2 separate regions of the Mus musculus genome follow, and region 2 is linked to region 1. A link is a contact called in public HiChIP or PLAC-seq data. All regions are on one chromosome and are shown on one strand. Each heading gives the region's core, a stretch centred on a gene start, on an enhancer-like site or on the middle of the called end of the contact. The rest is flanking DNA. Distances are from core to core; before and after follow the strand shown.

The links. HiChIP or PLAC-seq counts read pairs in DNA pulled down with a chosen protein or histone mark.
Region 2: a contact with region 1 is called in a FOXA1 HiChIP or PLAC-seq map of pancreatic cancer cells. The contact joins two enhancer-like sites. A contact is called at or near these places in 2 of 115 datasets of contacts at active chromatin or transcription factors (embryonic stem cells and pancreatic cancer cells).

What each region holds. Positions count from the first base shown.
Region 1 is chr15:27,504,272-27,509,168 of GRCm38.p6, forward strand. The region is part of intron 1 of Ank (progressive ankylosis); the gene reads left to right. Among named protein-coding and RNA genes, the nearest start is that of Gm29901, 15 kb to the right of the region's middle. Within about 2 kb of position 2,375, at least 58 of the 459 cell types and tissues checked have an H3K27ac peak or open chromatin away from gene starts, as enhancers often do. A contact at or near this core is called in pancreatic cancer cells, where this site is marked.
Region 2 is chr15:27,928,117-27,933,013 of GRCm38.p6, forward strand. The region is part of intron 1 of Trio (triple functional domain (PTPRF interacting)); the gene reads right to left. Among named protein-coding and RNA genes, the nearest start is that of Gm29975, 65 kb to the right of the region's middle. Within about 2 kb of position 2,750, at least 9 of the 459 cell types and tissues checked have an H3K27ac peak or open chromatin away from gene starts, as enhancers often do. A contact at or near this core is called in pancreatic cancer cells, where this site is marked.

The sequences.
Region 1 (4,897 bases), core at 1,125-3,624:
CAAACTTCTCTAGGCTGTGGGGGCAGGAAGTGGCTGAGAAGAAATTCCCTGACGGCTTGGGCTGTGTAAACATTGCGGGTTGAGAGTGTGTGTGTGTATGTGTGTGTACGTGCCTTAGAGATAAAGAGCGACTTCACTAACTTATAAAAATAACTGAGTGTAACAGAAGTAGACGAATAGCAACAGATCCAGGCAAGGAAGGGAGACGCTGTCAGGAGTTCGGTGATGGAGGCCTCCTGACCCAGAATACCTCTACTCTGGCCACTTTTGCCAGCTCCGTCCAGAGAAGCCAAGCTGGCACTGGTTAGGCAGAGGTGATTCGCCACTTTGCCTATAGCTTGTAGCCTGCTTAGCACTCTGAAGCCACTTGGTTTTAGGACAGCCTGGGCTATATAACAAAACTCAATCATAAGAACGCAGGTACCCGCCTGTCTCACTCTCAGTATTGGGGACATGCCTCCATTTCTGGTCTCATTGTGTTGGACCCTGGAGATCAAATCCTTATATGGGTATGGCTTTATCAACTGAGCTAGCTCTCCAGCCCTAATTAGTATTTTTAATTAAAAAAATTGCTTTGTTTTATGTGTTTGAGCATTTTACCTGCATGTATATATGTGTACCACAGGTCATATGATGGCAGTCATATGATGAAGGCATTAACCCCCTGGGACCATAGTTACAAAGGTAGTTACAAACAAAGCAAAAGTTTTCTTTGTTTTGTGAGCTACTATGTGGGTGCTGGGTCCAAGACCAGGTCCTCTGAAAGAGCAACAAGCACTCTTAACCGCTCTCCACCCTCCGTTAGTATTTAAATACTCGCTGGCCATTTATAAAGAGCCAGAAACAGTCTTTAAAAATGCTTCAGTTCCACTGCGATCGTCCCACCTGAATTTTAGTGTCTATATTTCACGTGAGTGTGATCAAAGTGATGAGGCCCGATCCTGCTGAAAGGCACCAGTGTGACCGAGGATGGAATTGGCAGTGTGATGTCCAACTCGGGAGACCTTGAGCAGGTGTGGGAGCGCGGAGGAGAAAGGTGATGGGGGAGCTGTGTCAGCTCTGAAGAGCACTTGTTGTTCTTCCAGAGGACTTGAGTTCAGTTCCCAGCACCCATGTCAGGCAGTTCACAACCGGCTGTGACTCCAGCTCTAGTGGATCCAAACGGTCTATTCTGTCTGCGGGAACCTTAACTCACATTTGCGTACTCACATGCAAATACATACACCTACCCACCATTAAAAATAATACTAAAAGTAAATCTAAAAAAGAAAAAGGGATGAAAATGACATGGAAGCAGAAGCTGGCAGAGAGCCCACTGTTGGGTTCCCGACTGGAGAAAGTTTAAAGTTTGCTGTGGCCATGCTTTCTTTTACAGTCAGGTTACCTTCTTTGGGACGTGTCATTGGGTGATGTGGTCATTGTACAGACATCAGCTTGTACCTGGGCACACCTAGGTAGTACAGCTTCCTATATAGCTAGGAATTGTGTCACCCAGCCTTCTACATACGCAGGCCTTTTTCCCTAGGAAAATGTGTTATGAGGCTCGTGACCATATGGAAAACATTTAGAATATCTGGCACAAGGTTAAAGGTGTTCCTGTTACTAAAATATACTTAAGTCATGTTCTTCCCATATAAAGGAAGGAATGAGGAACGACAGGGACTCTGTAGATCTATGTGTATCCTGGCGGAGCACACAATGCTTACCTCTTACCATTTGTCTTTCTCATTTGTGCCACAGCTCTTGTCCATGAAGTGACAGGGCCCCACACATACATCCAGGGTTTTTAATCCCCCTGAACAGTTCTGCTATGTTCTGGGCCTCTGAGCCTTTCATCAGCCAGCTAGCAGGCTAGAGAAAAGTAAACTTACTTGCCTTCTGTTTTCTATATAGACTAAATCCAGACATAGGGGAGAACTGACACTACAGGCTGTTGGTGCTGCCCAGAACAGCACCTTAGTTAGTTTGTCATGGGCTGAGTGGTTTGCCCAGAAAGCATGAACCTCATGTGCATGGAAAAACACTTACCAGTGTGGACCTTATCATTTGGGTTTCTCTCATTTGCTTATCAGGCTAACCAAGTGCACTCTCAGTCAGTCTGCACAATTGGCCTCAGTGTCTCACCCTCTGCTGTTAATAATTAAGGTCTCTTACATGGACCTACAGTTAGTATTCTGGTCACATATGTTAATTAACCTGATGGCACTGGCATTTGAAGTGCAAATATTTTTTGAAAAAAAAAAAGATAAAAATATGTCAGTCCCCTGAGGATGACTGACCTTTGAATCAGGCGTTTCTTTAGGATGAGTCAGCTCAGTGCAGATAGGATCTGTCCCACAGATTCAGGGGGCTAAGAACTGTTTGGAAAGCACTGAGATTTACCATAGAGGTCGGATGGATGGGGCCCCTCTGTGTACAAAGGGCAGTGAGCGGAGTGGCTGGAATTGCTGAGTCAGTAGACTTGGTGTGCCAGCATCTGCGTGAGCTCTTAGAGCAAGCCACAGGACTCTTAAGGGTAGCCTAGATGTTTGCAGCCTCACCTGCCACAATCAACCCGACAGCTTGGCCTTCTCTATAATGGCAGCCAAACAAGGAAAGCACCTTGATCTTTGCTCTGTGGTCATCTGTTTCCCGTTTGGGCTTTATGGAAGCATCTGAAACAGGCAAGCTGTCTATGTGCCTGTGACTGACAGCTGTTAATGACATGCCTGCCCACTCCAGGTTCATCTTTGAGATGAGACAGAGTCTCTACTTGTAGCTTCCAGTTGGCCTCCAGCTCATTATGTAGGCTTACACCGCTCTTCCTCTCTCACCTTTGAGTGCTGCGGTACAGGCGTGCCCCACCATGCCGGGCTTTGCCCATGTGTTCTTTGTCACCTGTGTTTTTCAGCGTAGCCTTCCCTGAGTTGTGGAGGTGAGGGTACTCAGCTTTCATGGTTAGAAACTAGAGGCTTGGGACGCTAATCTAATCTTTGTCGGGCTAAGCTGAGGAGCCAGGGGAAGAAAACAGAAGCATCCAGGGCCAGTTCTTGTCTGGAGCAGCAATTCAGAACAGACCTTGGACTTGAGACTGCCTTCTTAGGAGCCAAGGAGCCTTTTATAACATATCAAGGATTACCCGATCTCAACGCTGCACGGCTCTTTTTGTATTTATTAACTCACGGGGTTTGGAAATGACCGTCCCTTTCCATGTTATAGTATACCGGTAGTTCCTCATTGCACACACTGGAAGGAAGGATCTTGTCTGGGTTCTCTGGCATAAAGGGCAGTTGCAGTTTGGAACTACTGTGGACGTGCACTATCAGACCTATTTGATTCAAATGTAGCTTAATCTCAAGATTAAAAGTGAAATTACTTCTCATATCTCTATTACTGCCTGGGGGCTGGGGGGGTGGGGGGAGACAATTTGGTATCTAATGCCCTTTAGGCTTCTAGTTCGGTTTTGACTTTGATTTCCAAGCTGAACTGAGTTGTGTGTCTATAACAGACGTCATTTCTAGGCTAGATGCACTTGATAACCCCACTCTTCCTTCTCCTCCTTTGCTTCTAATAAGGAATCTAGAAAGGAAGCAGACTTGGAGTTCGGATAAAGTGCTTTTCATACAAGCATGAGGATCAGGGTTCAAATCCCCAGAACCCTGTTAAAAAGCCATCTGCTATGGCAAAGAGAGGCCTGTGGATCAGGCCAGTTAACCTGGCTTTCACAGCACTGACCAAGAGACCATGTCTCTGACTAGGTTGGAGGTAAAGTTTGAGACCCATAGTTGTCCTTTAACCTATGCACGCAGCACACTGAACATGTGTGTGCACGTGTGAACATACATACCACACAGCATATACATACCTGCATTTTAAAAGTCTGGGGAAATTGCACTTTTATCACTCTTTAGTGTTTTCCTATTTCTATTTCACCTGAACACCCTTGGTGGAAGGTGGTTCTGCAGACAGATGGTTTCAGCCTAGGTATTTTCAGAGCCTTTTTTTTTGTCCAGTGCCCCAGCTCCACTGTCTGAGCACCCGGCTGACTCTAGGTCAGCGTGAGATATTCCTGCATACCACCCACTTGTTCAGCGGGTTCCTGTCCGCCCGCTGTTTATCCGGGCAGCACCACAGAGGAAGAGCATGCTTAAATGCTTAAATGTGGAAACGACTCCTGGCATGTCAGAGGCCACAAGCTCAAGTCATTTGCTAGAGAATAGCTACTTATTTTCTATCATTCTCCCAGTTGCAGGATCATTTGTAGGATGGGCACCTACCCAAACCCCATGCTGCATTCTTCTTCTGCCATGAAACATTTGCATAGCTATTCGTTCATTTTTTTTTTAAAACAGGGTCACTCCCATCCTGGTGTCCTAGGGATAAATGCATTAGCGCTTAAATGCCTTTAAAGCACTTAGGCCCAATAAAGTAAATGAACCAAATATATTTCCCCATGCTATAGTATCAATAGTGTAGATTCTGCTGTTGGACTGTCCAGGCAGGGGTGCCGGTCTAAAGTTCGTATTTTGCTCTTTGCCGACAACTACAGTCAATCCCAGGTGTGCAAATCTGGCTTAGGCTTTACTCAATGCCGTAAAGTTATACGATGTAGTGATTAGTATGACTAAGCCCAGATAACCTCAAATTAATTAGAGCATTAGGCCCTCGTAATGGCAGGGGCAGAGGGCACGCGTAAAGGGCAAAAGTAGCTCCCATGCCTTTCATACACCCAGAGACCTGTGGCTGGCTGCGAACTTCCTGAATCGGCGCAGCCTTCGCTGTTGCGGTCAGGACCCGTGCTCTGTGCATACCGAATTGGCGTGAGAAGTAAAGGCAGCCACCTTTTTAGACACAGGAAAGGGGTTTTATAATAGCTCAATCCATGTCTGAGCAGATGGGCCCCGGGGAGGGTCATCAT
Region 2 (4,897 bases), core at 1,500-3,999, 420 kb after region 1:
GCTTAGAAAAGGAAGGGCTTTTTAAAGACAGAATAAAATATGGCCGTTAAGTAAAAAAGATCTAGTAACATTCAAGGGAAATAACTGCCTTCATTGACTGCTCTCCACAGTATACATTGAGGCAGGGTCTCACACTTGAACACAACATTCTCCTGGTTACCCTAACCTAGTGACCTGCCCCAGGGAATCCCTTCATGGCCATCAGTATTCATGTGGATACCAGGTATCTTATTACGGCTAGTCCTTACACTGAGGGGCAAGACTTCATCCACTGAGCTATCTTCCTTTGCATAAGAGTGGACCACATGTGGAAGAACTGGCCTCCCTCTTGGTATCATGAAGCATCTTCACTGGTCCAAAGGAAGATGCATGCTGGGTGCAAAGGCCAGCAGAGATGGGAGGAGAGGAGGGGTGCGACTCTAAGCATCCTTTGCCTGAGGACTCAGGTAAGCCTTGGGATATGACCATCCTGCCCACAGTGCATCACCTTCCTAGACTCTCTGGGGATGCTGGAACTTAGTAAGTCAAAGCCAGGACAGGCTCCACACAAGCTTGCCCATGGTGCTCTGCGGCCCCCTCAGAGCAGGGCTAGACTCTGGGCAGTTGTGGTAACTGTCCTGACTTGAGAGAGTATGGCTAAGTTACCAAGGAAGAGCTCTAATGGTGGGATGTTCTCTTACTACTCCAGCTGGGCACTAAGAAAGGACAGAGGCTTCTGGTGGTTGTGGCCACTGACCCTCATGCTGAGGCCACACAGACGTCTCTTCCCGCTTGTCATAGGTCCCTTTCAAGACACTGGAGGTGGGGGTCGGGGCAGAGAGAGAGAATTCAGCTGTTTGCAGCTCAGCAGAGCGGCATGCTATGGGGTGGTAATTCTGTTTTCCTCGTTTCTTCTCCTAAACACTGTCACTTACAGCGGAACATGTCACCATCAGAATCTTTTCTACCAAAAGCATAAGGAATCCTTTTGCAAACTAAACTTAGTATGAATGAAAGAAGTGGGAACACTGAAGGGGCATTTAAGTGGGTGTGGCATGGACACCCACTCACTTGGTAGCTCTCCCCTTCTACAGCTTTGTATCAGGCCCTACACCAAGCAAGACCTCCTCAGCAGCTCCCTGCTCCAGGTGCTGCATCTAGAGGTTATAAGTTACTGCCTGAAGAACAGATGGGGAGAGGGGGTCAAGTAGGGTTCCGACAACGTGGTGGGCAGAGGTGAGTAGCACTGAAGTTTTATGTGTACCTCAAAGCAACACCACAGTTCAAAGTTAGTATCTCCTTCGAGGCAGGGCTCAGGGACGAAGCTGTCTGGGTCAGCTGCCTGCCACCCTGGGGAACACTGGCAGAGGCTAAGTTTCCCACACTTTCCATGTGAAATGGGGAGCCTGAGATGGCTTCACCTCCCACCAGGCTGGGTGTAATGGGCGATAGATAGAGAGACAGATGGACAGACAGAAGGATGGTTCCGAGAGAGGATGAAACGAAAGGACATAAGACATTGGTTCTCAACCTGTGGAGCAAGACCCTGAACCTTTCACAGCTATCTTGACATTTCCTACACCTCAGATATCCTGCATATCAGATTTTATATTATGATTTATAACAGTAGCAAAATTACAGTTATAAAGTAGCAATGAAGATAAATTTATGGCTGGGGGTCACCACAACATGAGCAACTCTATGATAGGGTTGCAGCATGCGGAAGGTTGAGAACCGCTGTAAGGTTTCTAACCCTACAGTCTGGTTGAGGCTTCTTGACAACTCTGAGTGAAGAATTCTAGCCACATTAACAAATCTACTATAAATTCACCAATACAGAATTACTTTTACTTCCATACAGAGACATGTCTCGTCTCCCTTCACTCCTTCCCCACCTATACATCTGCAATTTTCTGGGAATCTCATAAACAAGACTATAAATTTCATTTGCAGAAGGAAAAAAAAAGTCTTACTCATTGTTTAACCCCTATGATCTGTGGTTTTATCAGCCTGTTAATAAACTACCCAATAACCTTAGGAAATATCTTACAGCCTTATTTACCAAAAACTAAAAAGAAAAAAGATCAAAGTTCTTAGCAACCTTTTGAGGGGTAACTTCAAAAAATAAATCACCAAATGGCAACTCTTGAGACAATTACATGCAGCTCTCTTGTGAAGCACACATACACTTATAGGTACTTTCCTTCCTCAAAGACCACACACACACACACACACACACACACACACACACACCACAGCACAAACTGCTCATGCTTTACCTATGTCAAAACATCTTACAAAGCCCAAGTCTGCTTCACACTGACAGGCCCTGACATTCTTCTGGCAAAGTCAAGAGTCCAGATTTCACCTCAATAAGGGTCTCTGAAAATAATCTCCAGGGCTCCTGCTCCCAGGACTGCAGCTCCCAGGCCCACTCAGCCCCACCATCAGCAGCGGATCTGAGGAAGGTCTCACTTTTGGATGCCAACCCTGCTTTAAGAGGCTGGTCTGAGGAACCTTGTGCTCACTCACCTGAGGTTAGTGTTGGAGAAGGCAAGGGATTATTACTTACAAAGGAAAAGCAAGGTCTGAGACAAGCCACTGTTGAAGGCCACCCATTCCCCATGAAAGATGTATTTTAGAAATCAACACAGTCATGGTACATTAACCTTGGGCATTCCCTTTTGAGACTGACTATAAATTACCTAGCAACGCATGAGGCAATTTCAACAGGAGAACTCCTTAGAAGCATCCCTCCCCACCCATCACCCGCACCAGGGCATCCTCAGCTTCCTGCCTCTTTCCATGGCACAACATGACAGATACAACAGGAAATGAAAGGTGAGCCTAGGTCGCCGCCTATCTCTGATCTCTCTTCATTGCCTCTCACAGGAGCTTATAAGCACTAGTGTCAGGAACTCCACTCCTCCTTGAAGATGGAGAGATGGACAACCCACTACCACCACCAAAAAAGCTTTTACCTGGCTATGACATCCAGGAAGCAGGGAGGCCTCCGTGGGCTTGTTTGACTCAGTTTCCCTTTATGGTCCACCTTTAATAGATAATCAAACACGAGCAAGCTCTTCCCTACCCTTGGCTTCACTCTGCTGAGCAAATCTAATGATGCCTGTGGTATACTTGGCTTCCACATCACGCCCTTGGCCCACTCTACAGACAGCACTCATCAGAAAACAATCCCTTAAAGTGGTGGGTAAACAAACTAAGTTCTTCTTGAAAGTCAGACCAGGAGGCATCATGGAAGCTGGTGGCATGACATCAGTCAACTTTGCAACCAAAAACACTATGCAACCTTCTTTTTTTTCTTTTTTGTTTTGTTTTTTTGGTTTTTTGTTTTGTTTTGTTTTTTCGAGACAGGGTTTCTCTGTGTAGCCCTGGCTGTCCTGGAACTCACTCTGTAGACCAGGCTGGCCTCAAATTCTGAAATTCACCTGCCGTTGTCTCCCAAGTGCTGGGATTAAAGGCGTGCGCCACCACGCCCGGCTGTTATGCAACCTTCTAAACCTTAAAACGGGAAGGACAAGGGGTTGCTATTTTATGTAGCAAATGAACGCTCCGAGCCCTGGAGCTCTGATTACTCGATTACTTACTTAATAGTAAAACAGAAGGGCTTTCAAGTCAATTGCTGTTAGTCTTTTTGTCCGCCATGGACCCTGGCCGTGTAGGAGCACCAGAGTGTTGTTCATACATGAAGGCATATGTGCATGTATGTGTCACGTGCACACGTCTGCAGCCCCACCTTGTTTACGATCGCTAGCCCAGCCAATACCCCAGAACCCCACCCCACCCCCACCCCTACCCCCTGGCCACTGGCTCTAGACTAAGCCTGCATTGACTTTTCAGATAAGCACTCATCGTGCTTTTCTCGGCAGATCTTTCATCTTTTCAAGTGTGCAGTCACACTGTGTCCATCCGCCCGAAGCTTGCCTTGACCCACCCTTGTGCTGAGCTTCATTTTCCATGTGACGTCACTGTAGTCCAGCACCTGCTCGGGAACGTCGCTGCAAACTGAGCTGTCGCCCAATCCTGTTATTAAAAACGCACTGCAGTGAACAGCCCTGGCTGTGTCTCCGGAGCTCGTTGCCAGAGCACTTCTGGGCAGAGGGTGAAATCCATGCTCCTATTCTCAAGTTCCTCTCTACTTCTTTTCTAAAGTTTGTCCCATCTGTAAGAGAAGTCACTTTCCATGGATGTAACTATTTCTTGCCCTTTACTAAAATATCTTTTTAAAAAGAAACAAACAACCAAAAAGCGAGCTGGTTAATGAATGTCTTATAAATTGATCTGAACTCTCTCCTAGGTCCCAAACTCTACACTGGGTTTTTGTATTTGATCATCCCCATCTGACTGAAACCCGGATATCCCAGATGTTTCCCTTTCTATTTGTATCCTAACTGAATTCCCTTAGTGTTTCCACCTATTTCAGATCCTTAACGGTAACGACCAACAACGAACTGTTGGGGATCTTCAGGAAGCAGTGCCGGACTTCCAACAGCCATGGACTTTCCAAGTTGTTGGAGAAAGCGTGTTGTTTCTCAATTTCAGGAATAAATCTTCTCAGATTAATAATGCTATAAATGGGTATTATAGTCCCAGGGAACTCATAAATTCCTATTTAGTGCACAATAACTACTGGTGTGAGTTGGAGCAGAGACAGGAGAACAAGCTAGGAACCTTCCTGCCCTTCTCCAGTAGGAACAGCCTTCCGCACCATCCCACTCTCTGAGCATCCCTCTATCACAGGAACCTCGCCTGGTACTCTCTGGAGGGAAGACCTCATCTCCTACCACCCAATGAAGACTTCTTTATATCCCCCACAGTCTTAAGCATCCAGAGCTGATCTGTGTGGGCTCCAGCTATTAACCATGGCTCTACACATACCACAGTCACATAATTCATG